3 separate regions of the Rattus norvegicus genome follow, and all the other regions are linked to region 1. A link is a contact called in public Hi-C data. All regions are on one chromosome and are shown on one strand. The core of a region is the stretch at or near the end of the contact, and the rest is flanking DNA. Distances in the headings are between cores, read along the strand shown. Region 1 holds the start of Lrrtm2 (leucine rich repeat transmembrane neuronal 2). Region 2 overlaps Sil1 (SIL1 nucleotide exchange factor). Region 3 has its middle 68 kb from the start of Hspa9.

Region 1 (2,734 bases), core at 157-2,656:
TTCTAGTGCAGAAATTGTATTTCTTTCTATAATGATGTCTTAGAAGTCACCAGTGGAATGAAATCCTCAGATCATCACAGGCCAGTGATATGCCTGTTTCACAGATATCCTCAATAGCTTTCAGAGTTCTGCTCTCAGATTTGAAACCAGACTCACTGACAGTAAGTGGTAATAGTATGGGGAAAATAAGTTCATGCAGCCAGTTCACGAGACAAGTATGTTTATAAAAGGCAGATCCTTAGCCTGGCTTGAAAATAAAGCCCTGATTCATGCTAGACACATCTTCTGCATTTATATAACACTAACCATAAACATTCATGTCTGAGAAGTTATCTAACAGGGAGAAGCAAGAATTGTCAAGCAAAAACAACCAAAACAAAATCCGACTCCAATATTAATGTCTTTCCATATTCATGAGAAGAATTCAACAAGAGCCGATATGAGATTCAAAGTCAGTTCATAAATGTACCAGTAAGAGATGGTATGCAAATGCTATTTTGATGTTACAACACCCAAATCTCAACAGTAACTATGGCTTTAAGCTAAGGAATAGGTGAGATGCTGAAGTAGAAATCCTGAAAACTGTCAGAATCAGGCACACTGCAATACTTGTTCAAAATTGTCTCTGTTCCACTGTTAACATCTGGGTCACGTGTATAAAAATCAGAGCCTGCTCCTCTCCTCTGGTAGGACATCCAAAGATCAACTCAGCACTGTTTTCCAATCAGTGTGGTAATAAAACATTGTTATATAATAAGCAGAAAAGGATTAGAATTCCCTTGAAATTCTCAATGGAGGGGGAAAAAAGCCAAAATTGTTTCTTTTGGAAGCTATTCCTCTTTGTTGTGCTTTATAATGTTAAGTTCTTAATGACAAAGTAACTAAACCCACTTAGTTTACCAACACAGTCAGTCACACTTTGCTTTTTACCAAGCATGACAACAAGGCAATTGAGCAGCTTTCCAAACCACCAGAGCAGAGGCGTACCTTGCATAGGCTGGCATTAAATCAGCACTTCATAAATCAATCGTGCCCATTTAGATGGTCTCTATGCAGAATCGGCAGTCTAACACTAGCTCTCACATGCATTAAAAATCATCACTCTGCTAGTCCAACTCACTGTTCAGACGGGTCTTCTTGAATGCAGCATTTATTACAACCTCATTGTTGCTTCCTACACTGAAGGAATACCAAATTCTCAAATCAGGAGTTCTTCTTTCTCAATTTATTGTAAACAGGGGGTCTTGTAACGACCCTGACACCGTTACAAAGCACAGTGCTTTTTAACAGTAAAGCTTCTGGAAAACCCAAACAAAAGACACGTCACTGGGTGACGTCAGCCTATATACAGTTCTGTGTGGTTGCAGCACATAAGCAAACCCATTCTTGTGCCGTTTCTCGGAAAGCTTTTCAGTAAATGCACTCATGCTGCTCCAGAAGCTCTTCTCTGCAACAAGCCGCCCATCTGCCATCAACAAGTTAAGACCGAGAGAACTAACAGCTGCGGGAAGGAAAGCCTGAAGCTCTGGTGATCGGCGGTAATCAGGGGGAGGAAATTATTAACTTATAGTCAAAGCTGATTAGGGGATCAGAGCACGAAGAAAATGACACCAATGCTTTCCAGAGGAATATCCTAAGGAAAAGCCAATTCTCCCTAATAGACTTGAATCTTACTTGAAACGCTCGGGACGCAGAAAGCAGGAAACTGGTCAAGGCTCCTGCATGTTAAGCCTTTTACAGACTCACTGCGCGGAGCCTGACAACCTCGACTGAATGCAGCCTCCAATGTGCTCAGAAGAATGGGTAAGTCCCTGCATTTCTATGGCTTGTTCAGTCAAAGAGGAATCACGCTTTTATAAATATAAGCCAGTGAATTCCCGTTTTATGATGCAAATCATTTGGTTCGGGATTTTAAGATTTATGTAAATGGATATAACATTTTTTAAAGGGACATGTTTTAATCTCTCTTATACATGGTTTAAGTTGTGTTTCAGTCTACAAACAAGGTTAATTTTCTGCAGTAAATCAAAAATGTTATATGCAGTGAAATCTTTCATTATGATGTTGTTTTTAACAGCGCCTGTATTCTGCTGAAACATATCCTATCTTCTTGTTTTCCTTAAATTATATTCTGCAGGCTTACATTTCAAGTGGCCATTAGGGGCCCCTATGCTGGCAGCAATATATGCAATGAGTGTGGTATTAAAAATGCTGCCTGCCCTGGGTATGGCGTGTCCACCTAAATGCCGCTGTGAGAAGCTGCTATTCTACTGCGACTCTCAGGGCTTCCACTCAGTGCCAAACGCCACAGACAAGGGTTCTCTGGGCCTGTCCCTGAGGCACAATCACATCACAGCGCTTGAAAGAGATCAATTTGCCAGCTTCAGTCAACTCACCTGGCTCCACTTAGATCACAATCAAATTTCAACAGTAAAAGAAGATGCTTTCCAAGGACTATATAAACTAAAGGAGTTAATCTTAAGTTCCAACAAAATATTTTACTTGCCAAACACAACTTTTACCCAACTGATTAATCTGCAGAATTTGGACCTCTCTTTTAATCAGCTGTCATCTCTGCACCCTGAGCTCTTCTATGGCCTTCGGAAGCTGCAGACCTTGCATCTGCGTTCCAACTCCCTGCGGACTATCCCAGTTCGCCTGTTCTGGGACTGTCGTAGTCTAGAGTTTCTGGATTTGAGCACAAACCGTTTGCGAAGTTTGGCTCGCAATGGAT
Region 2 (2,734 bases), core at 142-2,641, 230 kb before region 1:
TTGCAATTCTGGCCTCTGAGAGCACTGTATGCAGTGGCTTACCATTGGGTGTAGCTTTTGCCATCCCACCTAAGCTCCTGGAATGGGCCACACAACCAGCCCCCACCCAGCTTCTCAGAATCACCGATAAAAGACACAGACACACACTTGACAATTTCAACTTGCCTTTGGACACAATCGTTGGGCGCTACTTTCCCTGCCTGGAAAAGTGTGCCCTTATCGATATTCTTATCTCGAACCTCCCACCTGCCCTAAACTTTAGTGGCTTGGATACATCTAATCCCTGCTAAACACCCCGACCATCTGCCTATAGAAGCGGCCACAGGCTGTCACTCCTCTCCCTTGTGTCTGTCTCTTGCCTCCAAGGACCTGGAAGTCCTGCCTATTCCTTTTGCCCAGCAATTGGCCTATGGCTTCTTTACTGACAGATCAAGAACCAATTGGGGATCAGGACAGCATCAGAACCACCCCTACAGTGCATTTCTTTACATGCAGGCAAAACACTCATACACATAAAAAATATAAGAATATGAACTGTATCTATATGAGTATGACTATTGAGTGCTTATAACCCACACTGGCACAGAATAGGGGTTGGTATGCTGGTTGGAACTATGAACTGAAAGTTTTATCTCCCTCTAGAATCTTCTGGTCCCACTAAGAGACTCTGCTGTCCTTTGGAAGCCTAGAGGCATTAGGAAAGATGAATTCTGATTCCTGCTCTGCTGTGCTGGCTGTGGCTGCTGCTAAAATCCATGATAGTCTGGAGAGATAGAAGAGCAGCAGCAGGCGTGTGGAGGCAGGCCTCATTATCAGGAAGCTGGACTCGGAAGCATCTTTCTGCTTTTAATCAATTGGCACTGATTCAGAGGCAGCCAGTATCACTTAGGTTTCAGTGTGTGCACCCCAGCCATCATGTAGTCCATGTTTGTGGGTGATTTGTACTCAGGACTGGGCTCCAAGCAGAGGCAATCCTGGATGGTGACGGAATCTACTACTTTGCTTTGCCCAGAATATTCTCTATTAATAGATATTTAACTACAAGGTTTTTCATTTTTATTTTGTTATGAAAAGTTCACACTATGTAAGCCTAGCTGGCCTGGCACTTGCTGTTTAGACCAGGCTGGCCTCAAACTCACAGAGATCTGCCTGTCTGTTTCCAGAGTGCTGGGACCAAAGTGCTGCCCAACTTAGCTGCAAGATTATTTGAAATTCCGCTTTGTCTCAGGCACTGTTCTGTATGTTTTGTTATCTGATAACCATGCAACTAAGCAGTTACTTGCAAGCCTTCTTTAAAGATCTGAGACTTAACAATGTTAATCATCTAGCTCAAAGTCATACTGCTAGTCAGGGGGATCTGAATCAACCCAGAGTCCTATTAGAGTAGAGATGAGATGGAGTAGAGCTTCTTGTAACTGTGATTGCTATTGTCAGCACCAGCAGATCACTCTCAGGACCTCAGGCAGAGAGAGCCATGGAACAATTATAAAGGAGATTCTCCATGGCTTATTTAGTGGAAGGCACAGTGACCAGGCAGAGGCTTTTCCCCACATTGTGTGTGTGTGTGTGTGTGTGTGTGTGTGTGTGTGTGTGTGTGTGTGTGTGTGTGTGTGACAGAGAGAGAGAGAGAGAGAGAGAGAGAGAGAGAGAGAGAGAGAGAGAGAGAGACTTGGACATGATAGAAAGGTCTATCCACAAGAGGGCCCCAGTAGGCTCATTTAAAAATTTCTCATAGCATAACGTGTAAGTTTTTATTTATACTATTGCAGAACAGATAAAATGGTGGACTCAGTTTCCGTGGCTGATTTCACAGACCAATGTAAAGACAGCATGACCCATGGAAAGAGCTCTGGTTCTGGGGCCAAACTGGCTTTCCATCCTCACTCTATTGTTCTGTGGCTGCATGAATTCTGGCTAGTCACTGACCCTCTGAAGTTTGGTCCCTCAGGGTAAAATGAGCAGCATATCAGAACCACCTCAGAGGGCTGCTGTGGCAGGTAAATGAGCTTAGCTCAGCACATGCACAGTGCTCTATGAGTGTAGGTGTAGTTATTATTTGACAGAATTGATTTTCCTCTGAGAGGCTTAGTAATTGTGTTGGAATACAGGGCAGGAGTCTGGTTCGGTTCTCTTCAGCACCAACTGCTTCAACTGCTTTAGTACAACTCCATAAAGAACAGATGCTTCTGAGTAGACTGGACATGACTAAGGACTCAGAATCAGTAGAATCGTGTCTGACTTGAGTTTCTCCTTGGAGAATTTGCCTCCCTGCCCCATTTCTCTGATGGGATTACTGTTTCCTCACTGCCCTGCGACTGTGTGCATTGGGACATGGCTATATATTGTCATAGGAACCTGATCTATGGCATTGGAGAATCCCTCTCTGATACTATAGAGTGATTTGTTTTTTTTTTATTAAGACTCCAGTGGAATGTTGAAAATTTCCAAACTCCAAAGTATACAAAGTTAAAACAACACGTTGTGCTCCTCTGTGACTGAATGGCCCTCTTGCTGCCTCATTGCCAAACCCAATGCATCAATTCCTCCTCACTGAGATTGATCTCTTGGCATTACTGTCATTGCTGGGGTCACTGATGGTTCTGAGCTGCCCGATGTGGGCATTGGGAACTGAACTCATGCCCTCTGGGAGAACAAGTGCCCTTAACTGCTAAGCCATCTTTCTAGCTCCTTTTTTTTTTTTTTTTTTTTTGCTTCTTTTTTTCGGAGCTGGGGA
Region 3 (2,734 bases), core at 61-2,560, 200 kb after region 1:
GTGTCATGCTCACCTCACAATTCTGACTTATCTCCCTCAGGGCTTTGGAGTCAGTGCGGTGTGGTTCATCCTTGGTCTCTCCCAAGGATGGACTTCTGTAAACCTTCTATTTGAAGCTCTGTGTTTCAAACGTACCATCAAAAAGTGGTGGGGTTGGGGATTTAGCTCAGTGGTAGAGCACTTGCCTAGGAAGCGCAAGGCCCTGGGTTCCGTCCCCAGCTCCGGGGGGGGGGGGGGGGGGGGAGAAAAAGTGGATAGACACCAGACGAGACCAGCAGATCTCTGAGTTCGAGGGCCAGCCAGGACTACACAGAGATAGCCTGTCTGTGGGGGTGGGGGTGGGGGTGAGTTGGTGGTAAACTTCCTCCATTCCTCCATTCCTTTGCAGCCCTCCCCTAGACTGATCTTCTGCCCAATGTCACGAGTGAGTATCCCAGGGTCTTCAGTGCGTACCACACGACAAAGGATAGACTCCAGAGCAGCTGGAGGAATTCAGATGAAATCTCAGGAAAAAATGCTCTGACTGAAAGACCTGACACACAAGGAAAAGGCTACAGGTCAATGGGCTTATGGGATGTACTTTTCTCCAGAGAGAACTAATCAGTCCTCAGCCCCTACTACTCTGGACTTTAGTGCCTCAGTGGGACTGGGCACTTGAATACGAACACCATGACACTAGGTCATCTGAAGAAAGTGGGGGCGCCCCCACCCCTAGGCAAGCCTGTGGCCCCGAGGGACGCTCCTGAAAGGGCTTTGATATCCTACAAAGCCATGTTCTAGGGAGAACTCGGTTTGGATGGAAAGGGCCAAGCTCTGACCTTCAACTCTGTGGGCAACAAAGCCAGTCTCCAGCCCAGAGCTCCTGTTCTTTCCAACTCTGGGGCTGTGCTCCCCACCCTAATCCTTTCCTCAAAGAGAACTTGAGGATGCGAAAAGCCACACAGCCAGGCTTTTCTTCTAGGCTGGGTAATCGTCGCAGACATTTCACCCTTGCTAGGCCCATGAGTCAACAGCACATAGCACACAGCACCTTTTATTGGGAAGGAGGACTCTTGAGAGTCAGGTGCTTTGTTTTTTGTATGGGGGCCGGGAGGGAGGAGAAAACCAGAAAAAGACAACTGGAAAAACACTGGCTGAGGCAGGGGGGTGTGGTTGGGAAGACCCGCCCCATCCCAACCCGCCCCTCCCCCCCTCCCCGCAACTCCTGCCCCACTTCCTCTACTGCAGCTGCTGCCCAGAGTGTGCTCTGGGTCAGGACTGTGCCACACCCACAGCCCTGCTTAGCAGCCTCTGCCTCAGCCTCAGCCCAGTCCCATCTGCCTCCAGATAATCCACGTAAGGTCAGGGACTGTGTCAGATCTGGGAGAGATAGCTTCCATCCCCACTCCTTATGACTAAGAGCCTTATGACTAAGGCAGCACATGAGCCATTGCGACAGATTAACCTGGAAACATTTCTGAAGAAAATTGATATTGATATTCTGCTCCCCTAAGGAGGCCTGTGGTCAGCTACTGAGGACTGGCAAAGGGCCAGAAGTTATGTGGTGCCAAACTTGGTGGGAACCAGCCTTGGCCATGACATCCCCACGAGACCTGCTTCACTAGCTGTCAGGGACCCAGAGATTAGCTTTCTACAGTCCATGAAGTCCCACACAAGTTGGAAAAGCCAGTTTTCGTTCAAGTTTCTGTCTCTGCCAGTAGATTGCTTCTAGTAGTTGAATTGTCTGTCTTGCTCACTTTCATGTTAACGGGTAACATTTCCCAAGCCAGGACTGAGATGAGACAGCACAGAATCCACCTCCCCCACTCCCGCCCCGCCCCGTGTGTGTCTCTCTCTCTCTCTCTCTCTCTCTCTCTCTCTCTCTCTCTCTCTCTCTCTCTCTCTCTCTCTCTCTGTGACTCATGAGCACCCCCTGCTGTTTAGCCTAACTGAAGGCAAAAGAGGTGGGGGCGGGGGAGGATTCTAGCTGCGGTGCCCAAACTCCGCCACTGCAGGAGGTGCTGCCCACTGGGAAGGCCCTGCGAGAACCTGAATCAGAGCTAGACTTCCCTTGGACGCATATGGACCTGACAGGAGGCTAACTACCAGGGCTGCCACACTCCGGCCCTGCGGTGTGGTCACTACCCACCTGCAAGAGCTCTGAAGAAAGGTGTCACCAGCTTCAGGAGAAAAAGTATGGTCCACACAGCAAGGCCAAATTCCTTTTCTGAGCCCACGAGAGCAAAGCTGAGACACTCACTAAATCACTTCTGGGCCCTGAACATGGGCCTTGAGTCCAGGAGGGGACATCCTGATATTTCCAGCAACTCCTCAGGGGCCAGCAGGACAAGTCCAGATTAACCCTTGGCAAATAATAGCTATTTCCATAAGGGCCTCTAGCTCCTGGTCTGTAAGCACAGGACAGACCCCCAAATTCCTCATCCTTTAGCTCTAACATCCCATGAGCTGACATAACTCCCTTCACCCCGGCTATCCACCGCTCACCCCCATTCCTCCTTGTTCCTTCTCCAATCTCATTTAAATTCATTTTGTACATCGTAAACAATGGCAGCTGGCAAGGAGGTTCCTCTCTCTGACAAGATTAGGAAGGGAGGGGAAAGAGAGGAGGTGGACGGTGAGAAACAAGTTAAATGAAGAATCGGGAATAGAGAGGTAAACCAATGGATGTGTAGGAGAGGCCCTCTGATTCGATGGAGCGGTGGGGAAGAGGCTTCAGCAGGATCACTAGTCACTC

The links. Hi-C and Micro-C count contacts between places; a contact is called where the count stands out from the background.
Region 2: a contact with region 1 is called in a Hi-C map of frontal cortex, with 2.6 times the contacts expected there. The contact joins the enhancer-like site here to the promoter of Lrrtm2 in region 1. A contact is called at or near these places in 1 of 12 Hi-C or Micro-C datasets (frontal cortex) and 1 of 1 datasets of contacts at active chromatin or transcription factors (oligodendrocytes).
Region 3: a contact with region 1 is called in a Hi-C map of Schwann cells, with 4 times the contacts expected there. The contact joins the enhancer-like site here to the promoter of Lrrtm2 in region 1. A contact is called at or near these places in 2 of 12 Hi-C or Micro-C datasets (Schwann cells and frontal cortex) and 1 of 1 datasets of contacts at active chromatin or transcription factors (oligodendrocytes).

The regions. Positions count from the first base shown.
Region 1 is chr18:27,095,639-27,098,372 of GRCr8, reverse strand. It overlaps Lrrtm2 (leucine rich repeat transmembrane neuronal 2), which reads left to right and starts at 1,406. Exons shown (of 2, transcript NM_001109469.1): 1 at 1,406-1,803; 2 at 2,138-2,734. The coding sequence starts at 1,800. The region is part of intron 7 of Ctnna1 (catenin alpha 1); the gene reads right to left.
Region 2 is chr18:27,329,923-27,332,656 of GRCr8, reverse strand. All of the region lies in intron 1 of Sil1 (SIL1 nucleotide exchange factor), which reads left to right. Among named protein-coding and RNA genes, the nearest start is that of Sil1, 47 kb to the left of the region's middle. Within about 2 kb of position 1,391, at least 6 of the 93 cell types and tissues checked have an H3K27ac peak or open chromatin away from gene starts, as enhancers often do.
Region 3 is chr18:26,894,982-26,897,715 of GRCr8, reverse strand. No RefSeq gene overlaps it. Among named protein-coding and RNA genes, the nearest start is that of Hspa9, 68 kb to the right of the region's middle. Within about 2 kb of position 1,310, at least 55 of the 93 cell types and tissues checked have an H3K27ac peak or open chromatin away from gene starts, as enhancers often do. A contact at or near this core is called in Schwann cells, where this site is marked.